Linked DNA regions of Arachis hypogaea: region 2 is linked to region 1. Evidence: chromatin contacts called from public Hi-C data. All regions are on one chromosome and are shown on one strand. The core of a region is the stretch at or near the end of the contact, and the rest is flanking DNA. Distances in the headings are between cores, read along the strand shown.

Region 1 (4,628 bases), core at 638-3,137:
GCGTTAAACCATTGGGGCCACGGGAACTGAACGCCGCCACCACCGGCGACGGCTGGATCCCTACCTTAGTCCCTTCAAAATCGATCTTCACGGTTGGTTTAGCGTCAGTAAAGAGATACTTCTTGACGGCGTCTCCGGCTTTCTCACCTACCGCCGTCGCCGGAAGTAGGTGCGCGTCAGCCACAAGCTCTTCGCCGTTGGCAGCGGTGTTAGCCAGCACCATTCCCAATCCTCCAGCAGCCTTCACCACAGCACCTTTTTGAACCCTAGCGCTAACTCCTCTTTCACACAACACGATTTTCCCGGCAACTTTCTCCGGCGATAGTGTTCCCACCATGCACAAGTTTCCATTCGTCGCGTTGCTTGCATTGCCAGCGTAAACAAACGGTAACGGAGAATCAGGTAAAGCGTTACCTCGATACAAGGAAACACCAGAGAAGTTGAGCCCGTTACCGAGGCTAACGAACGCCGGAAAATCACGATCAAGTGTACCCGCGCCCACGGTAGTGATCCATGGTGCCACATTGGAAAGACTCGAAGGACTGGGACCAGCGTTTCCAGCAGAACAAGAAATTAGAATCCCTTTCTCCATTGCAGCGAAGGATCCAATTGCAACACTGTCTCTGTAATAATCAGAGCTTCCACCACCAAGGGACATAGAAAGAACGTCAACGTGATCCAGAATGGCCCTATCAATGGCGGCGAGAATATCAGAGCTGAAACACCCTCCGATCCAGCACACTTTGTATGCCGCGATTCTAGCTCGCGTGGCCATCCCACGCGCCGTCCCCTGTGCGTAGCCAAAGAGGCTGGCGCCAGTTACAACAGATCCCGCGGCGGTGCTGGCGGTGTGGGTTCCGTGGCCGTCGTCGTCGCGAGGGGACTTAGACTCTTTAGTCACATCGATTGGACCTAACATGGCTTCGTAGCCTTTGGCGAAGAATCTCGCTCCTATGAGTTTTCTGTTGCAGTTAGAAGCAGTGAAGTTGGTTCCAGTTTCGCACGTGCCTTTCCACGTACTGGGAACGGGTCCGAGCCCAGTGTCGTCAAAGCTCTTGCTCTCTGGCCAAACACCGGTGTCGAGAACTCCGACGATGACGTCACTGGAGGAATCCGACGCCGGAAAAAGATCCGAGCTCTTGTCAAGGCCCAGGAACAACGGAGTCCTCGTGGTGTGGAGTTCGTACTTTGTCTCCGGAAGCACGGCGAGGACACCGTCCTGTGCCTCTAACAAACGAGCTTCCTCCTCCGTTAACCTGGTGGAGTACCCATGGATGGCGTTCTCGTAGGTGTAAAGCATTTCCGCCGATTCAGAAACGGATTTGAGAGAGGAAGCGTACCACTCAGCGTGGTGCTCAAAGCTCTCCGGCATCTGAGATTTCGCCACGTGGACTATGTAGGTGGTCTTCTTGTTCGCCGAAGTTGCCCCATGGCAGAGAGCAACAAAGAGAAGTAAGAACACTGCAAGAGAAGCTTTACGAGGCGTGCCCATTTTCCTGTGTTTTGATGAGTAAAGTAGCAATGGAATAGAAATAAGAGGGAGAAGCAGGTCTTTTATGTGAGTGTGATTGTGGTGTGAAAAGGGGAAGCGGTGGGTGGTTGTCTGCTTCTCTTGAATTATTGCATTGGAGACAAAAAGCAGGAGCAGGAGAGAGAAAATGAGTGAGTGATGAGTGGGGAAATTGTAGTAGCTGTATCCTGTATGTGTAGTAGTGTAAGACAATTGGGCCTTGCTTTCGCATGTGCGTTTACCACCGTTTCTTTCTCCACTACTGCAAGCCCATCACTTGAGACTGTCCCGTCATTTTATTTTAGAGCAATGATAGGATTATTTATCAACTATATCCAATAACTATTATATCTTTCCTTCCCATCTTTAATAAAGTATCCAATAACCATAATATTGAAATGTAGTTTATGTGGTTTATCGAGAGAGGAGGGTTGATGGTGGTGGTGGGAATGATGATGAGAATATTTTGAGATTTTTTAATATTTTTGTCATATAAAATTTATTTTTTGTGAATACAAAATTCGTTATATATTTTTATGAGTAATTTTATTCGTATTTTGAATATTTATAGATCATTTTTTATGTTTTTCTTATCTTTAATAAAATTATAATTATTGGATATAATTGACAATAGAGTTATAATATAAATTAGTTTAGTTATAATTATTGGATATAATTGTTGATAGAGTTGTAAATATAAGTTAATTTTATATTTTTGGAAAATTATCAGGTGTTCCCGAAAACATCAGTGTTTTAGTTGTTTTAACCGTTGATTTTAATTAATATATATTATATATAATTTTTATAATTTAGATCAACGCTTAAAACAACTGAAAAACCGGTGTTTCTGGTACACCTGATAACCTTCCTATATTTTTTTTCCCCGATATGATTGATTTGTTTGCTAAGCTTTATATTAGTTGTTTTGCAGATTAAAGGCACCACTAGTTGGGCGCTTTAAACAGGGTTGTGCAGGCTTTCAATCACTAACTGCATAGTCCAAACGTTAACTTCGTACACCAATTTTTGACCTACTACCTTGAATTCCCGCAACTGTGTCTTTTAGCGGATGTTATTGGAAATTAATTAATTAATCGATATTTGATAATGGGGTTGGGGTGCATCTATGACCAATGCATCCTGTAAATATGTGATTGTGCAGTGTTGAGGATTGCAGCATTAATTGGGTAAAGGTAGAAAGAAATGTAAAACACGCACATCGGTTCACGGGTATTTATATAGATAAAGTTAACTCAATCTTAATGAACGCAAGATATTTTTCTATTTTCGTTTTGGAGGTTTTCGTTTCTCCTCCCCACCTGCCAACCAAACCAGCTTAAATAAATACTTTTTATTCTCTTAAGAAATTCATGGTCACGGGTGTACCAAAAGGAAGAAAGTGAGAAAGCTCACAATCACTATCTTTGCTAGTGCTGTTGCCTTCTTGGAATTTATTAGGATAGAGTAAGTGGAAAGTGGGAACGAACTATTAAAAACTAGTTTTATACGAAAAACAAAAAAATATGAACGTTTCTTCTTGATTAAGATTTCCAATTTTCCATAGTGGATTTTTTTTCAATATTATTATTATTATTATTATTTAAATTTTAGTTGGTAATATCCATTTTTGTAACATCCAAAACAAGCACTATTAGAGATGCCTATAGGTTTGGATTCACCCATGAATTTGTGGGGATTTTGCCCACAAACATGTTTAATCCACACGACTCAACTAAATATTATTCAATCATCTTAGATATCGTAACTTGTGTAAAGATTACTTTACATAAATCTCTTATTCTTAGTTTAACTTCTTCAATATAATAAGATTTTCTTGAATTTTTTTTTCAAATTTATTATGGTTGTTTTTATTTCTTATACTCTTTTAGATTTATATATGTTGGTGAATTCTTAATATTGAATCAATAGAGCTAAAAATTTAAAAGTTTAAAATTCAATCGAGATTTAATTATAATATAATTATATAAATAAAATAATATATTTATAATAACAACAGGAATAACAAACTCTTATTCTATTAGGTGGAGATCGGCTACATGAATCAAACAACATCATTCAACTCTATTATACATCATATTTATAGAGAGATCATTTACATGTAAATCTTATTCGACCACCTCGTGGATGGTCTTTCTAGGTTTTTCTCTACTTTTCACCCCTTATCCAACTTCCATCTCATCCACCCTCCTGAATGAGTGTTTTGTCGGTCTTCTTCTCACATGTCCAAACCACCTGAGATGCGATTCTACCATCTGTTCCACAATAGGTGCTACTCCAACTCTCTCTCTTATATCTTCGTTCCTTATTCTATCCAATTGCGTATGACCACTCATCCATCTCAACATCTTCATCTCTGTCACACTTAACTTATGTTCGTGCTCCCCTTTAGCTGCCCAACACTCTGTACCATAAAGTATAGTCGATCTAAACAGTGTGATAGAATTTACCTTTAAGTTTTAAAGACACTTTTTTGGGACATATAAAACCAGACGCACTCCGCCATTTTGACCAACCTGCTTGGATTCTATGATTTACATCATGTTCAATCTCTCCATTATCCTATATGATGCACCTAAGATATTTAAAACTTTTAACTTTTTGTAGGATTTTCTCCAATCTTTATCTCTGTATTAGGTTTTTCCTTCGGCGGCCGAACTTACATTCCATATATTCCGTCTTGCTATGACTTATGCGTAGACCATACACTTCTAGAGCTTCTCTCCATAAATCCAACGTCTTATTTAGGTCTTCCATTGACTCTCCCATAAGGACGATATTATCGGCAAAAAGCATGCACTATGGCATAGGCTATTGATATGCTCTGTGAGTACTTCCAAGAATAATGTGAAAATGTACGGACTTAAGGATGATCCCTAGTGTAATTCTATACCAATAGAAAATTTCTCTATCACACCACCTTGAGTCTTCACACTAGTTGTAGCCCATCATACAGGTCTATAATTGCACGAATATATGCGATCCTTACTCTCTTCCTTTCCAAAACCTTCCATAAGACTTTCCTTGGCACCCTATCGTACGCTTTTTCCAAATTAATAAACACCATATGTAAATCCCTTTTATTACTATGATACATCTC
Region 2 (4,628 bases), core at 1,028-3,527, 150 kb after region 1:
TAAAATTTTTTTATTAAGATATAATTAGACACAAAAAATATATATGTCTAACGAGTATCAAAAAATATCGTGTTTAAAATATATCCGACACACAAACAGGATAAATAAAAAAAGTGATTGTTTTTCATAGAGAACAATTAAAAAAAAACTAAAAAGCTAAAAAGAACAAACGAAAAGAAAAATCAAAAGGCCAAATCACAAAATTTTAAAATAGGGTGAATTATATAAATGTTAATGGAATTAATATAAAAATTGTGCGATTTTATAGGTATAAAGTTTAAAAATTGGTTTATTGCAATAAATTAGTTTCTTTGTCAAAATTCAAGCTAAATTAAGAGTTAATATTAATTAATTCGATGATATAATTAATTGAATTATTCTCCACGGATAAGCGTTTTTTTTCATATAAGTCATTTATATTCATACGTTTTTCCATACAAGTCATTTATATTCACGTGTTTTTACGTTTTTCTCCGTGCCTCTTCTTCTTCATTTTTCTCTCTTGTTATCGTCGTCATCAATACCACCACCACCACCACCACCTCCTCCTCCTCCTCCTCCTTTTTTCATTGGAATTTCTTTTCCTCTTTTCTTTTTCTCTTTCTCCTCTATCATCAGTTATCTCATTGTTGAAGATAATAAATAATTCAAGTTCAGATTGTTAATTGAACCATAACAAAATTGATTATTGTTTTAAATCTAATCAAGTGGCTGAGGTGTGGTTCAATTCAGAAGAAAAAATATAACATTAGAGAAAACATTTTTTTGTATTTGCAACAAATTTGGGTGTAGCACGAAAATATTTGGGTGTAACACGAAAATATTTGGATGTATTTTAAGAAATTTTGGGTGTATTTTTATTCTGATAAGTTCTGCATAATTCAAAATTCTTCCTCTTTTTCTTTCTCATCTTCTACTGCTGTTTCTTTTTTTTTTTTTATCATCATTACCATCATCTTTTTCTTCTTTTTATTCATCTTTTCTTTTTTAATTTACCGCTTCAAGTTTCTTCTTGTTTTACTCTCTTAACAACAATAAAACTAAAAAAAATTAAACAAAGAAGAAAAAGAAACATATAATACTGTAAAATTACTTGGAAGAGGATGAACTTACATTCATTTAACTAAAAGAAAGAAAGAAATAAGGAAAAAAAGAAGAAGAAAAAAATTCAGCATTAGAGAAAATATTTTCTGTATTTACAGCAAATTTGGGTGTAACATAAAGATATTTTGGTGTAACACGAAGATATTTGGATGTATTTTAAGAAATTTTGGGTGTATTTTTATTCTGATAAGTTCTGCATAATTCAAAATTCTTCATTTTCTTCCTCTTCATCTTCTACTGCTTCTTCTTCCTCATATTCTTATTTCATTTTCTTATAATTTTTCTTAGAAGAAAAATTAAACAAAGAAAAAAAATACATAATGTTAAAAAATCAATAGAAAGAGGAGGAAGAAAAAAATGCAGCAACAACAACAGTAATAAAAAAAACAACGAAGATGAAACACGCGAAGAAAAAGGAGGAGAAACGCAAAGAAGAAGGAGAAGAAGAAGGAAGAGGAGGAGAAAGAGAAATACGAAGAAAAAGAAACGTCTTTCATAATGATGAGTGAGAGCGCGCTTTGGAAACGGTTGAATAACACGCATGTTATCACTCTTCAATGGGTGAGTATAATTTTTATTAGATTTGGTCCAACTTGTAAGATAAAAAAACTTGTATGTATACCATAACTCTAATTAATTTTATCTAATAACTATTAAATTTATTATAGAGGATAACTTATCATTTATTTAAAAGAGGATAAATTAGAATTTACTTCTATATCTATACATATAAATTAATAGAGTTTACACATTTGAGTCAATATACAAATATAATTTATATTCAATTTATAGATATCAATTAATAAAATTTATTTGTGGGCGATAATTTGGTATTTATGGCTATTAAATGCGGACAAAAATTATTAAAAATTTGCTCGGCTATAAGAGTGTTTTTTGTTAAAAGGAATAAATATGTCTTTGATTTTTTAATTTATAGATATTTAAATTTTTGATAATTTAAAAATATATTTAAGTTCTTAATTTTTTTAAAATTTGGACATATCAATTTTTCTTATTTATTTGAGTATGTTAGATTCAATAGAAAAATTAAACTTATTTTTTCTTGTGCTGATCTAATTGATATAAATTTACATATAAAATTTTTTTAAAATTAGACAAATTATATTCAAATATATGCAAATTTTAAAGAGGTCTGTCAAGGATTTAAATGTTCCGCCAGGATCGATTTGTCTTTCTATTTTTTTTTTGTCATAAGAGTTTCCGTTAAATGACCGCTGTTGGTATGTAAAAAACTAAAAATTGACCCAGTAGCACACAGACACTATAACAGGCTTCAGAACAAGCAAGGAGAAACCAGGAACAAAAAACAATGAAAGTGAAAACGGTGAAAGGAAACTGGAGCTTGAGAACGAACAAGCTGGGTTTTCCTTACGTCTTCCTCATTTGCATCTTCTTCTTCCTCGCTGGATTCTTCGGTTCTGCTCTCTTCTTTCACTCTCAGGTCAACTCATTTTCTTCCATTTTTTTATCAACAATAATAATAATAATAATAATAATAATAATAATAATAATAATAATAATAATAATAATAAAGTAATCGATTGTTGAGAATTCGCAGGACGATGGACATGGCATGAGGCCGGGACCGAGGCTTCTAGAATCTACGAAGGAGGAGACGGAATACAATCTGTTGCTGGCGGGAGAGTCCGGTGACGATTCCATTACATCGATTCCTTTTCAGGTGCGCAGTTTTGTTTCACTCAGATCCTTAACTGAACTTGTTGCCAGTGATTCAATTTTATTTTTATTTCTGTTTTTTAATTCCTTGCCTGTTTTGTTCAAAGTCGTGGAGTTGCTTGATTAGGTGAACTTGTTTGTATTTGAGATTTGAATTTCATGGTTACAGCGATTTTTTTTTTTTTCTGTGGGAATGGCATGTTTCCTTTTAGGCCTTGTTTTTCAATTGGTATAGCTTGTATGAAATAAGTTTGTGGAATTGCAATTCTAGTTTTCTAGATTAGTTTTGCTTGAATTTTGAATTCTAGGCATTGGTATGATGTTATTTGACTTTGGTCAGCGTTACGCTTGAGATTGTTTAATGGCAGGTTGACTCAAATTATCTCTGCTCTTTGTTCAAGAGATTGTGATATATTCCGAGTCTGCATCATATCCATAACTATGAAGTTAGTCCTTTTGTATTGACTCTCAAAAAAATGTCTTTTTACGTAAAAGAAAATAAATTTCTCTTTTGTTTGCTAGGTTTTGAGCTGGCAACCTCGAGCTCTGTATTTTCCAAATTTTGCAACTGCGGAACAATGTGAAAGTATAGTTGATATTGCAAAGGCAGGCCTCAAACCATCAACCTTGGCATTGCGCAAGGGAGAAACGGAGGAGAATACCAAGGGAATTAGAACAAGGTAGCGTGTAGGTCACTGTCTAATACTTAACTCTATGATTTCCTTACAAACGGACGAAATACAATAGTTAGCTTTACTTCTGTCATAAACTGGAAAATATTCTGGTGAGTGATTTTGGTTATGATCTCCTAAAATAGTTTATGGACATTTGATCATCTAGTTACTTAATGTCATATCATGCCAAATCATTTCTTCTAAAAGCTTATGTTGTAAGTTCTAAGGTAGAGGGACTTACATTCACCTGTGCAAAAAAGCTTAGTGACCTGGAAACGAGGAGAATGAGAGGCCTTTCTTTATCTTGAGCTGAAATTTATTGTCATAAACTATCTTCCCAAAGGCTTAAGTTTTTAAGTAAAGGCAAAAAATGTTTTTATATCTTAACATGCCTCCACATGCAGAAGTCTCTTTGGATTAACGCATGGATCATGAAGAAGCACATTTTTCCTTGTGCTGAAGTTTAACATGTATCAAGAAGAATGGGGAAAATAAGGGTTGAACTTTATAGTATACACCATTTGGTCATAGAAGTTATTGAACTTTGTTGTAAACCATCTCTCCAAAAGCTTAGTTTGATACCTTGACAATTAGCATATATTTAGAAGAATGGGAGACCACAACTGTTGACTCTTAGACCATTGATCATAGAGAGGCTTTGTTACTATATCATAAATAATTTCTCTTAAGTTGATAGGTTGCAATAAATGGTTTTGTGTCTAATAATGTTCTTTCTGATAAACAGCTCTGGCGTGTTTATTAGTGCTTCTGAGGATAAAACTGGGACTTTAGAGGTAATTGAAGAGAAAATTGCTAGAGCAACGATGATTCCCAGGTCTCATGGAGAGGTAACATCTCTTTTAAGCTTTGTCCATATTGCATAAAAGAAATTTTAGAAAATTCTGTAATGGTGATGAAATTATTTTTCTCACGTTTTATTGTTTTATTAAAATGCTTTTTTCTTTCCTTTTGGGAATTTCAATCTACGATAACAGGTCTTAGAATACTGATTTTCTGTTTGTAGCAAATCCAGAAACTTATCCATTACTTATGTGATGCAAGTGAAATAAATCTAGGGTAAAATGGTTCAACTTTTGTTAATTCAATAAATATTATAGAACAGTAATGAGGTTGGGGTAATGAGGGAAATTC

Evidence for each region. A called contact is a pair of places that touch in the nucleus more often than the background predicts.
Region 2: a contact with region 1 is called in a Hi-C map of leaf, with 3 times the contacts expected there. The contact joins the promoter of LOC112800124 here to the promoter of LOC112800115 in region 1. A contact is called at or near these places in 2 of 8 Hi-C or Micro-C datasets (both in leaf).

Annotation. Positions count from the first base shown.
Region 1 is chr1:19,200,633-19,205,260 of arahy.Tifrunner.gnm2.J5K5, forward strand. LOC112800115 (subtilisin-like protease SBT1.7) reads right to left here and starts at 1,888. Exons shown (of 1, transcript XM_025842209.3): 1 at 1-1,888. The coding sequence starts at 1,492.
Region 2 is chr1:19,352,914-19,357,541 of arahy.Tifrunner.gnm2.J5K5, forward strand. It overlaps LOC112800124 (probable prolyl 4-hydroxylase 9), which reads left to right and starts at 2,278. Exons shown (of 8, transcript XM_025842218.2): 1 at 2,278-2,566; 2 at 2,684-2,806; 3 at 3,325-3,482; 4 at 4,222-4,324. The coding sequence starts at 2,435.